Linked DNA regions of Mus musculus: region 2 is linked to region 1. The links are chromatin contacts, called in public ChIA-PET maps. All regions are on one chromosome and are shown on one strand. Each heading gives the region's core, a stretch centred on a gene start, on an enhancer-like site or on the middle of the called end of the contact. The rest is flanking DNA. Distances are from core to core; before and after follow the strand shown.

What was found. ChIA-PET counts read pairs in DNA pulled down with a chosen protein or histone mark.
Region 2: an RNA polymerase II ChIA-PET map of memory CD8 T cells shows a contact between it and region 1, with 7 read pairs. The contact joins two enhancer-like sites.

What each region holds. Positions count from the first base shown.
Region 1 is chr3:9,150,963-9,155,877 of GRCm38.p6, reverse strand. No RefSeq gene overlaps it. Among named protein-coding and RNA genes, the nearest start is that of Gm41996, 21 kb to the left of the region's middle. Within about 2 kb of position 1,492, at least 158 of the 459 cell types and tissues checked have an H3K27ac peak or open chromatin away from gene starts, as enhancers often do. A contact at or near this core is called in memory CD8 T cells, where this site is marked.
Region 2 is chr3:9,548,788-9,553,526 of GRCm38.p6, reverse strand. All of the region lies in intron 2 of Zfp704 (zinc finger protein 704), which reads left to right. Among named protein-coding and RNA genes, the nearest start is that of Zfp704, 59 kb to the left of the region's middle. Within about 2 kb of position 3,441, at least 52 of the 459 cell types and tissues checked have an H3K27ac peak or open chromatin away from gene starts, as enhancers often do. A contact at or near this core is called in memory CD8 T cells, where this site is marked.

The sequences.
Region 1 (4,915 bases), core at 243-2,742:
ACAATGTAGGCTTTTGTGACTGTGTGAAGCGCTACTCCTAACAAGATCTGTAGACACTGGCCCTAAACTCACAGAGACCCTGAGTGCTGTGACTAAAGGCATGGGCCGCCACCACCCAGTGGGACTTTTGTTTTTTGTTTTTTTGTTTTTTTATTTATTTAGTTTTTATTTTGTTCAAGGTAGGGTTTCCCTGTGTAGCCTTGGCTGTCCTAGAATTCACTCTGTGAATCAGACTGGCCTTGAACTCAAAGATCCATCTGCCGCCTGAATGCTGGGATTAAAGACGTGCATCATTTTCTCTATACATTTCTAAAATGAAAAAATAAAGTTGATCTATTCTTCTTCCCCCACTCCTCCATTCATTCATTCATTCATTCATTCATTCACTTATTCACTCATTTTGAGTTCTAGCAATGGGACCCAGGGCCCACACACAGTTACAGGTCAGGTCTATCACTGAGCTATATCCCAGCCCCAGGTGAGTCACTTCTCAACGGGGATCAGTTCTAGATCGAAAAACTTATCTAAACTATACCATATTAACATTGTGTCTCTCAAGAGTGATTTGCAGTCTGTAGAGTGCACTCAACTATGCGTTTTTGAATGTCCCTGCTTTCAGGAGAGCACTCTGCTAGAAAGGTTCTAACTGCCCCAAGACCTTGACAGTGCAAACGCAGTGTTAAAGCGGATTGCATTCTGTCTGCACCCATGACACTTGTAAACCATACTATGATTATGCTGAAGAAATGCACTACAAACCCCACAGAAGCCTCGCACTGCTGGACAGACAGGTCTCAATCCATGCCAAATCAGAAAATCACGGGACAGCTTCTCTGAAATCTCGCTTGAGAAAAGGTCCATTGTAAAATCTCCAAAGGTCCTGAAAGGCTTTGAGGAGCCAGGAGAAGCAGTGTTCCCACCCATTGGGAGGCCCCCAGTGGCAGCAACTGTGGAGAGGTTAGGAGAATTCTGTGAGCTAGGGGCTTCCCAGGGCGACCACCCCCAGCTCCTCTTTCCTTTTCACAAAACAGAAGTGGGGATTTCGTCTTTGCTGAACAGCCTTTAGGACTTTCCCAGCCTCCCAAGGAGAAGATGCAAAGTGGGGGTCCCCACTTTTAAGGACCCCTGAAGCTCCCCTAGGACTTGACCCTGGTGAAGTGTTTGTAAAGATGCTGCCCCATCTGCATTTCACCCATTAAGCCATCCTGACTAAAGTTAGGGCGTGGTACTACACTAGGCAGCTTCAGAACCTTCTAGATGACATTTAAACAGTTCCGATGGAGAACAACAGCTTCAGGCTGTATATCGATAAGCGCAGGCCTGTGCACTGTGCTTAAAATGGTTGGGAGGGGTTTGGGGTGGGCATGAAGGCCGGAGCTCGGGACCCTTTCACCCTCCTGTACTGTACCTGGCCTTCAGTACTGCCTCCCGCATCCCTTTCCACACCACCACCTCTTACTTTCTGTTTCACTTTTCTTCTTTCCACCTCTTCTGCAGCAGAGAGCAGATTACAGGAAGTAGGAGACAATCGAGTTAAACTAGGTAACTGAACTGTGAGCAGAGCTCAGAGGTGGAGCGCTGGCTTAGAGCCTGTGAGGCCCTGGGTTTGATCTCAGCTCAGAGAAGTGACAGCCTTTTCCAGGGCATAACCCACTATACTCCAGAACAAGCCAGTAGAAGTAGGCTTTACCTCACCAAGGGCAACATGGATTGGCACAGACCCTTTACGTGCCGTGCCCATGCTTAGAAACTATGAGATCTGTTGAAATGGGAGAGGGAGAAATAGAAAGACTTGCTTGTTGACACCCAGAGATATCCATGTCCCTGTGTCATCGGAAAGTGGAATTCTTCTTTTATGCCAAGTACCGGTTGTCCTGTCTCTGGGGGAAAAAATGTCATACCCTGGGCAAGCATGGAGAGAGAGAAAAAAAGTAATTCAGGAGCAGGCAGGCATCCAAGCATCCGACTGAGTATACAGCAGGAGCCGATCTGTGTGAGCTGTGTGTGGTTAAATCAGTCAGGCCTGAGTGAGTCATCTGATACTCTCAGGATGTCTCAGCAGAGAAGCCGCACCAAGCAATGCAGCTTAGGGATCAGACAGCAAAAGTCCCTTTATCATTGAAACCTCCTGACCTCAAAGTCAGTCTTCTGTGTTTACATTCTTTGGGGAAGTCACCTCAGAAGACATAAAGAGGCTTTTGAGCTTGTAGCTTAGCAATTTTCACAAGGATCCAGAACCACCTTTTTCAGTGGCCAATTTAAATGTCTTATTAAACCAGCCTTTGAGCCCAGATCACTTATTAAATATTTGACCCAGGAATCTAAGCCTGAAAAACTAACAACATTAAAAATGACATACAAATAATATGGGAGATGCAGGTATGTTGCTATCTAGGCTGAGAGCATCTAAGCTATAAATTTCAAAACCTTCTTGACTGAAAAAGGAGAGTGCCAGGTAAGTCCATTTGTCCTGAGTCCCACGGTGGGACCAGACCGTGGTTGGCATGGCCCAGAATGAGAAGAGTCCAGGCAAGCAGGAGCTGCAAACTCACCAAACTCTTCTACACTTGACCGTTTGAAACAGAAACAGCAGCAACCAGAAGACCATTTTTTAAAGATGGTCTTTTTGTGGTAAAAATAATTTGAGGTAATGCTCTTCTTAGAAGTTTGGAAGGAATCTGTTGACACATAGCTCCAACAAACTATAAACACCCCCAACCTTTTGTTAGGAATGTATACCGCCAGCAGTAAAGCATGGGGCTTATTGAGATATGAGGAATGCTCCTATAACAGCAAGGAGTACCCACAGGGATGCTTCCAGCATCTGACTAGGGCTCGCATGTGCTGCTGGCTAGGCGTGACAATGGCATCGAGGGTGAAGGTCTTCTGTGTGCGCAGGTCTAGCTCAGGGACAGTATGTTCACTAGTTCACTGATGAGCCTGAGAACAGGCAGAGAGCTGCTGTGATGGGTCAATCAGGGCCTTTTGTGTGCGCCTTTGTTCTCTCTCTCACCAGTGTCTCTCTCACCAGTGTCTCTCTCACCAGCATGTTTATCACCAGTGTTTCTATCACCAGTGTTTCTATCACCAGTGTTTCTATCACTAGTGTGTGCATTTCTATCACCAGTGTGTTTATCATATGGTCTCATAGGAAACTCACCAGCAAAGGTGGGCATGGTAGCTCACACCTAAAATCCCAGTACCGAGAAGTTTGAGGCTGGCTTTAGCTACATATGAGATCTTGTCTAAGAACCAAAATGAGGAAGGGAGAGAGGGAAAGAGGGGGAGGGGAGGGAGAGAGTGGGGAGGGATGAGAGAGGGGGAGTGAGGAGGAGGGGAAGGGAGAGGAGGGGGGGGAGAGGGGGGAGAGGGCTTGCTTCACCTCCCACTGCTGGGCTGGCAGGAGAGTGCCAGCATCCCGGATGAGTCAGTTGGTTTTATTCCAATGCTCTCCAGCACCTTGTACTACTTTATAACTTTGTGAAAGTGAATGGAGACAAATTAAATAAACAAATATGCAGTGCTTTATAAGAGAATAAATATCTTTATAAGTGTGTGAAAGCCACAGTTTCTTAGGAGTTTGAATAATAAGAGAGAAAAACCCCATTGATTTGGACTTTCTCAAGGCATTTTAAATGTGTGCTCTTCAGGACACTAAGAAAACCAAAAGCAATTTAGGAACTGAAGAACATACTTAGAGTGCAATCATCTATTGAAGGACGTGTGTTAACAATATATAAAGAGTTTTCTTGGGCAGGAGAGAGTCTGCTCAATGATTAAAGCATGCAGCACTCTCACAGAGGACCAGGGTTCAGTTCCCAGCAGCCTGCGACTCCAGCTCCATGTGCATCCAGACCCCCGGGGGGTCCCTGGACTTGGGGATATCCTGCCCCTCCCCACACAGACACACACACAAACACACAATTTAAAACAAATCTTTTTAAAATAAAATCATATCACCATAAAGCAGCAAGAGATTCGAGATGATGTTTCACCAGAGAAGATGCAGGGGCTGAGGGGACTTGAGAAAGCAGCCTGCTTTTAGTCATAGGAAAGTGAAAGTGAGAGCCCCTGACACCTACAGGTCTGCCCACAGTGAGAAGGAGCAAGAAAAGGAAACAAGGGAACCACAAGTGACCCCAGCTGTGCTGTCTCACACCAAGAGTGCAAAGAAGCCATTGGGGAAAACAGGTAGGTTCTCCCTGTGTCCCTGCTCCTTCCCTCTCCCTCCCCATTACATCTCCCCTTCTCAGTCCATCCCTCTCCCGCTCCCTGTTCCTCCCTCTCCCCATTCCCTCCTCCCCTTTCCTCCTCTCCCCTCCCCTTCCCATCCCTCCTTCTACCTCTCCCAGTCCCTTCCCCTCTCTTTCATCCCTCTCCCTCCTCCTCCCCTTCCCCCTCCATCTCCCCTACTCTTTCTCTATCATCATCATCATCATTATTAATTTGCATATTTATTTGAAACACTGTCTCTTTACATAGTCCTGGCTGTTGTATAGGTCAGGCTGGCCTCATCCTCACACAGATCCTCCTGCCTCTGCCTCGAGGTGCTGGGATTAAAGCTGTCCACCACCTTGCCCAACTCTCTCTTTTCTTGAAATTAATTCTTTAGTTAGCATGCAACATAATAGGCACAATAATAACATTTTATGCACATTTATCATGGTGGCTTTCTCATCTTCACTCTGCCCCTCCTGAGAGAAAACATGTGATAGTTGTTCTTTCTTGCTTCCTCTCCATTAGCCCCTCTAGATTCCATTTCCCTTTGGTCCCACCTGGTTTCAAGCACCTCTTGTATTTTTTGTCACAGATATGAAATAAAACCTGCAGTATTTATTTGTCTTCCTGTGTCTGCCTTATATTGTGAAACACAATCTCTGGTTCCACCTATTTCTCAAAAAAATAAACAAACAAA
Region 2 (4,739 bases), core at 2,192-4,691, 400 kb before region 1:
ATTTAAAACACAGAAAGAGTAGCTTTGTCTGCGGAATGTGAGAGTCCATCAGGTGCCTCTGGAAACTTGTATCTGGGGCATACTGCACCAGGATCTTCAGTGGTACTGAGTACTGTCATGTTTACCTGAGTTCTTCTGAGGTTGCTGGATAAAACACAGACTGGATTCTACATCCTGGTAATTGCACCCTGTTCTTTCTGGCCCTGGTTGGTAAGCACATTAACTCCACGGCTGTCAAGATGTCACACACGCACACACGCGCGCGCGCGCACACACACACACACACACACACACACGTTCCCTGTACATGCGTATAGTTTCACAGGGCAAGTGGTGATAATGATCCTCAGAATCTCTCTAGGCTGAGAGTGCTAGGCAGCTCCGCACATCCATCAGGATGGACAGGCCTAGGTGCATATGGCGAGCCCCTGCTGTCTCCTGACGTAATGAGCAGCAGCATCGCCCACTGTCCTTAAGAACCTGTCCTCCCTCCTGCTTATCTCTCAAGTTTACATGGTTTTCCTTTTGGTTCACTCCTGACAAACAGTGCAGTTGTATTTTCCACATGCCTGCAGATGTTCCAACCTGAAAGAGTCATATTTGGAATTCATCCTACTATGTTTCCATTGCTCTGATAAATAGAGTGACCAAAAGCAGCCGAGAGGAGGGGATTCCTTTGGCTTGCACATCTGTCATTGAGGAAAGCCAGGTAGGAGCTCAAGCAGGGTAGGAACTGATGCAGAAGCCATAGAGACTGCTGCCTAATCACTGGCTTGCCACTGCTTGTCCTGCCGGCTGTCTTGTATAACCCCGAACTGTCTGTCCAAGGATGGCACCACCCAGAGTGGGCTGGACCCTCCACTTCAGTCATTGATCAAGACGTTGCTTCACTGAGCTGTGCAGACCAGTCTGATGGAGGCTTTCTCTCCACCGAGATGACTCCAGCTTGGGTCAAGTTAACAGGAAGCTGATACAGAGCTGAAGGGAGCGAGCGCTGCTGTCCATCAGGAAGAGCTGCACTTGCAGTTCAGCACCAGTGGGTTGGACCTCAGAGCTGCCTCCTGTCCAGTTAATGGCTGTGCCTTCCTCTGCATACAGTGTAAACAAAGTACAGCCCACAGTGGAGACGTCTACTTGCAGTTGCAGAGGGACGCCATTGCAAAGCGGAAGAGCATGTGAAGTGTGTCTACCCCTGAGAAAAGGTAGCATAGGAAACAGAACCCATGGTCAGGAGAGGCTCAGTGCCTGGCTCTGCTGCTCTCTGGCCTCGGAGTCTGCCTTTGTGTCAGCTCACACCTGTATGAGCAAGCAAGGCCCTTCTCATGTCCTACAGTGTGAAAACAATGTCAGCTACGCCTATCTGTGCTCTAGGTCACTACCAAGCCTTCTTTCCCACAGTTCTGTGACACTAAAGCCAGTGGTTTCCCTCTCAGAATCAGGCTCGAGCTTAAAAAAAGATTAAAAGGCAAAAGGGAGGTGAGGGGCCACACACGGGAGATGACTCAGTGACTAAGGACACACTCCACAAGTGTGAGCCACCAAGAGTTTGAATCTTAGCACTTGGATAAAGGCTGGATACATATACAGATACGCCCCTCTGACCTTAGCTGGTGAGAGAGGGAGGTAGGAAGATCACTGTAGAGTGCTGTCTGCCAGCCTAGCTTCAGGTTCAGTGAGAGACCCCTTTGTAAGGGAGCAGAGTATAGAGAACTGATGGATACCTAACAGCTTCCTCTGCCCTCCACATGTGTATGCAGGTGTGTGCACACTGTGCAATACACCACACCCTCACATGCAGACAGGCAGACAGGCAGGCAGGCAGGCAGACAGACAGACACAAAAGCAAAAGCCTTTTTTGTTTTTAAAAACATTCACCTGTTTTCTTGGTGTTTGCTCCTTAAATTACAAAGTTAGTATATATGGTTAGTACCTCTACGTAGGAGACATAAGAAGAGGTTGTCTCTCATCAGTAATTAGGAGTGTTGTACTTCAGCTACTCTGAGAATGAAAATACACAAATCAGGACTGACCGCTTATAGCTAAACTAGCTCATGTATTTTCTGCTCTAAATGTTGGTGTATCAGCAGGCCAGGTCTTTTTATTGCATGATTAATTGGAGATATAGAAGTAACAGTTGTACTGGGCTGCCCATGGCCTCTATATTTAAAATCTGTGTTTCCTTCTCATTGTTTTGTTTGTTTGTTTGTTTGTTTTTAATAAAGTAAAACCTGGCATCCCTCACTGGAGAAGTGTTGCCTTACATGATGAACCAAGTTCTTGGCTGACACAAGAGACTTTGAGGGATTTCTGTCTCATTCATCTTTTGTATGACAAACCACACAGCACTGGCAAACTAGTTGATAAACCACCAGAGTGTGACACCTGGGTTGTCCTCTGCTCTCTGGGCAGGAGGAAACCAGGCCAATGCATCACTAAGGAACGGGTTTCATGGCTTGTCACTGGCATGTGTAGTGTCTTGGGCTCAGAGCTCAGCACTAGTCTCCCTTGTGTTGCCATCTCTGAGAGTGGAGGAATGTTTCTATGTTGGCATTCCAGTGCTTGCTGTGTGGATGAGCCCAGTTGGGCTGAGCAGATATGACTTCCTTTGCTCTCGAGTGAAACATACCAGTTTGAAAGTGTGCTTGATTGCTTAGCAAAGCTGTAGCATTCGGTTTCTCAGTTCTTGATGTTCGGGGACCTGTGCAAAGCTGAGAAACCATTGCTTTGTGTATACACGGTGTCCAACAGATGCCACACCTACAGTGACCCAGTATCTGCAGTGAAGGATGTTCCTGTCAGCCCTATTCTGTATCAGGCCAGTCAGCGTCAGGCAGAGTCCTTTCCTTCTCCTGTGTTGGTAGTTGGGCATGGGGTTTTCTCTTCACATTATTAAAACTCCCATCTGCTTTTACTTAGCCTCGGAAGACCCAGTCTTCCTGGGAGAGGGAAGGGTGCATTTTCCTAAAAACAGAAGTGGTAAACATTTGATGTTCAAATGTTTGTTGTCTTTTTACTTCCCAAGCCCTGAGCTATTTAACGATATTAATCTTATTGCTTGTAATTAACCTACATAAGAAAACAACACAAATGTTCTCAGTTCCTCTGCAGTAGGCTTCAAGAACAGTAGGACTCTTCAGTTTCTCTGATGCCTACGAGGTGCATCCTGGAGATGCTGTGTGCCCTGGCAGAGCTAAGTGTGCTGCTTGCAGTACTGACCAAAGTCAACCCTAGATCCCAGAGAAAAGAGCTTTTTGAGCATATTAAATGTCATCTTCTTCATCCCCTTTATTTAAAAGATGGGAAAACCTGGTGTGAATGAAGGCTAAATTTAGATTAGAATAATAGACTCAAATGTTTTTTCAAATGTTACCACACTGTGCATGACTTCCTGTGCTGATATGCACAGAGCTTCCCTTCTTGTTAGGACGGAAAAGCTGCTGCTCTGTGCCTCTGCCCAGGAAACCTGCCACCTATCACCTAACTTGTGGTCTTTCTCCACTGAGGAGGACACTTCTCTGTAGTCAGAATGCAACAGTGCTGTTTGATGGTGGCAGTGATGATGGCAAAGTCAAGCAAAGGTGGACGGAGTCACAGGCTGAAGCCTAGTGTGGTAAGCGGCCACATGTAGGTGCCTGCGAGCTGGGTGAATCCTCTGGCAGGGCTGAACAGTTACAAATGAAAGCAAGCCTGTTGCCATGTCTGTCTGGCCGTGAGGAAAACCCAGCACTGTTGCTCTTGTCAGATTTAAATTTGTGTTTTGGAATGTGTGATGCTTAATCTAAAGAATGACCTCCTCACCCCCGGAAAAACAGGAAGTTTGATGTAAGATTGCATCTCCTTAAAGTGTCTGAGATGCTGCTATACCCATGAAGTCTCTCTGACATGGCCGTCTAAACATGAATTGAACAAGACACTACCACTAGACATGCTAACGTAAGTGGGGAAGGGGTCGCTCTTGAGGCCTCGAAAGGACTATGGGCAACTAAGGAAACTGTGAGTGGGGGAAATGGTCTGACTCAGGGACGAGCACTCCGGTCCATACCAAACGGTCATCCCTGAGCACACATGTACAAGTGATGTTATACGGACTGAGCAAGTTGAGCTTATATATTTAAAACATGGACACATATATGTGTAATTAACAAAGAAAAAGACTCCACGAGCATTCAGGAAAAAACAAAACAGTGAGAAAGATGGGGTCAAGTCTTGACTCTCCAGGACTTGTTTTTTTTTCTGTAAAGTCAAATCTCTACAGATAATGTTTCCCATGACTTACATCGTGTCAGGCTTGGCGTCTCTGTGACGGCCTCAGTGCCTTGGCACCTGCAGCGGAATTGTGGCAGGGGGCTCCTGACTGCTGAAGGCTGCAGTGCAGTATCATTGGGAGCGGGCCCTTTGTCACTCCGCCTTACATTGCTTCATAACTTTCTGGTATGTTGAGGGCCTTGAAACCCTAACAGTTAGACATTAGAGGCAAAGACAGACCCTCCAATAAAAAGATGGGTTAAGCTCTACTTATTATATATTATTGGTAAAACCAGAAAGACATCCTCCATTTCTGTTCCTTATTTTGTGTTTATCACTTAGAACAGTTAGGCTTGTGTACAAATGAGACACCAGAATTTGTCCCTAGCTCCAGTCTGGAGAGAAAGCAGCATTCATTTGAAAGTCTAGATTTGTAAAGTAAATTTAGCTCTGAAATGGCTCAGCATTTAAAACTGCAGCATAGCACAGTGTTG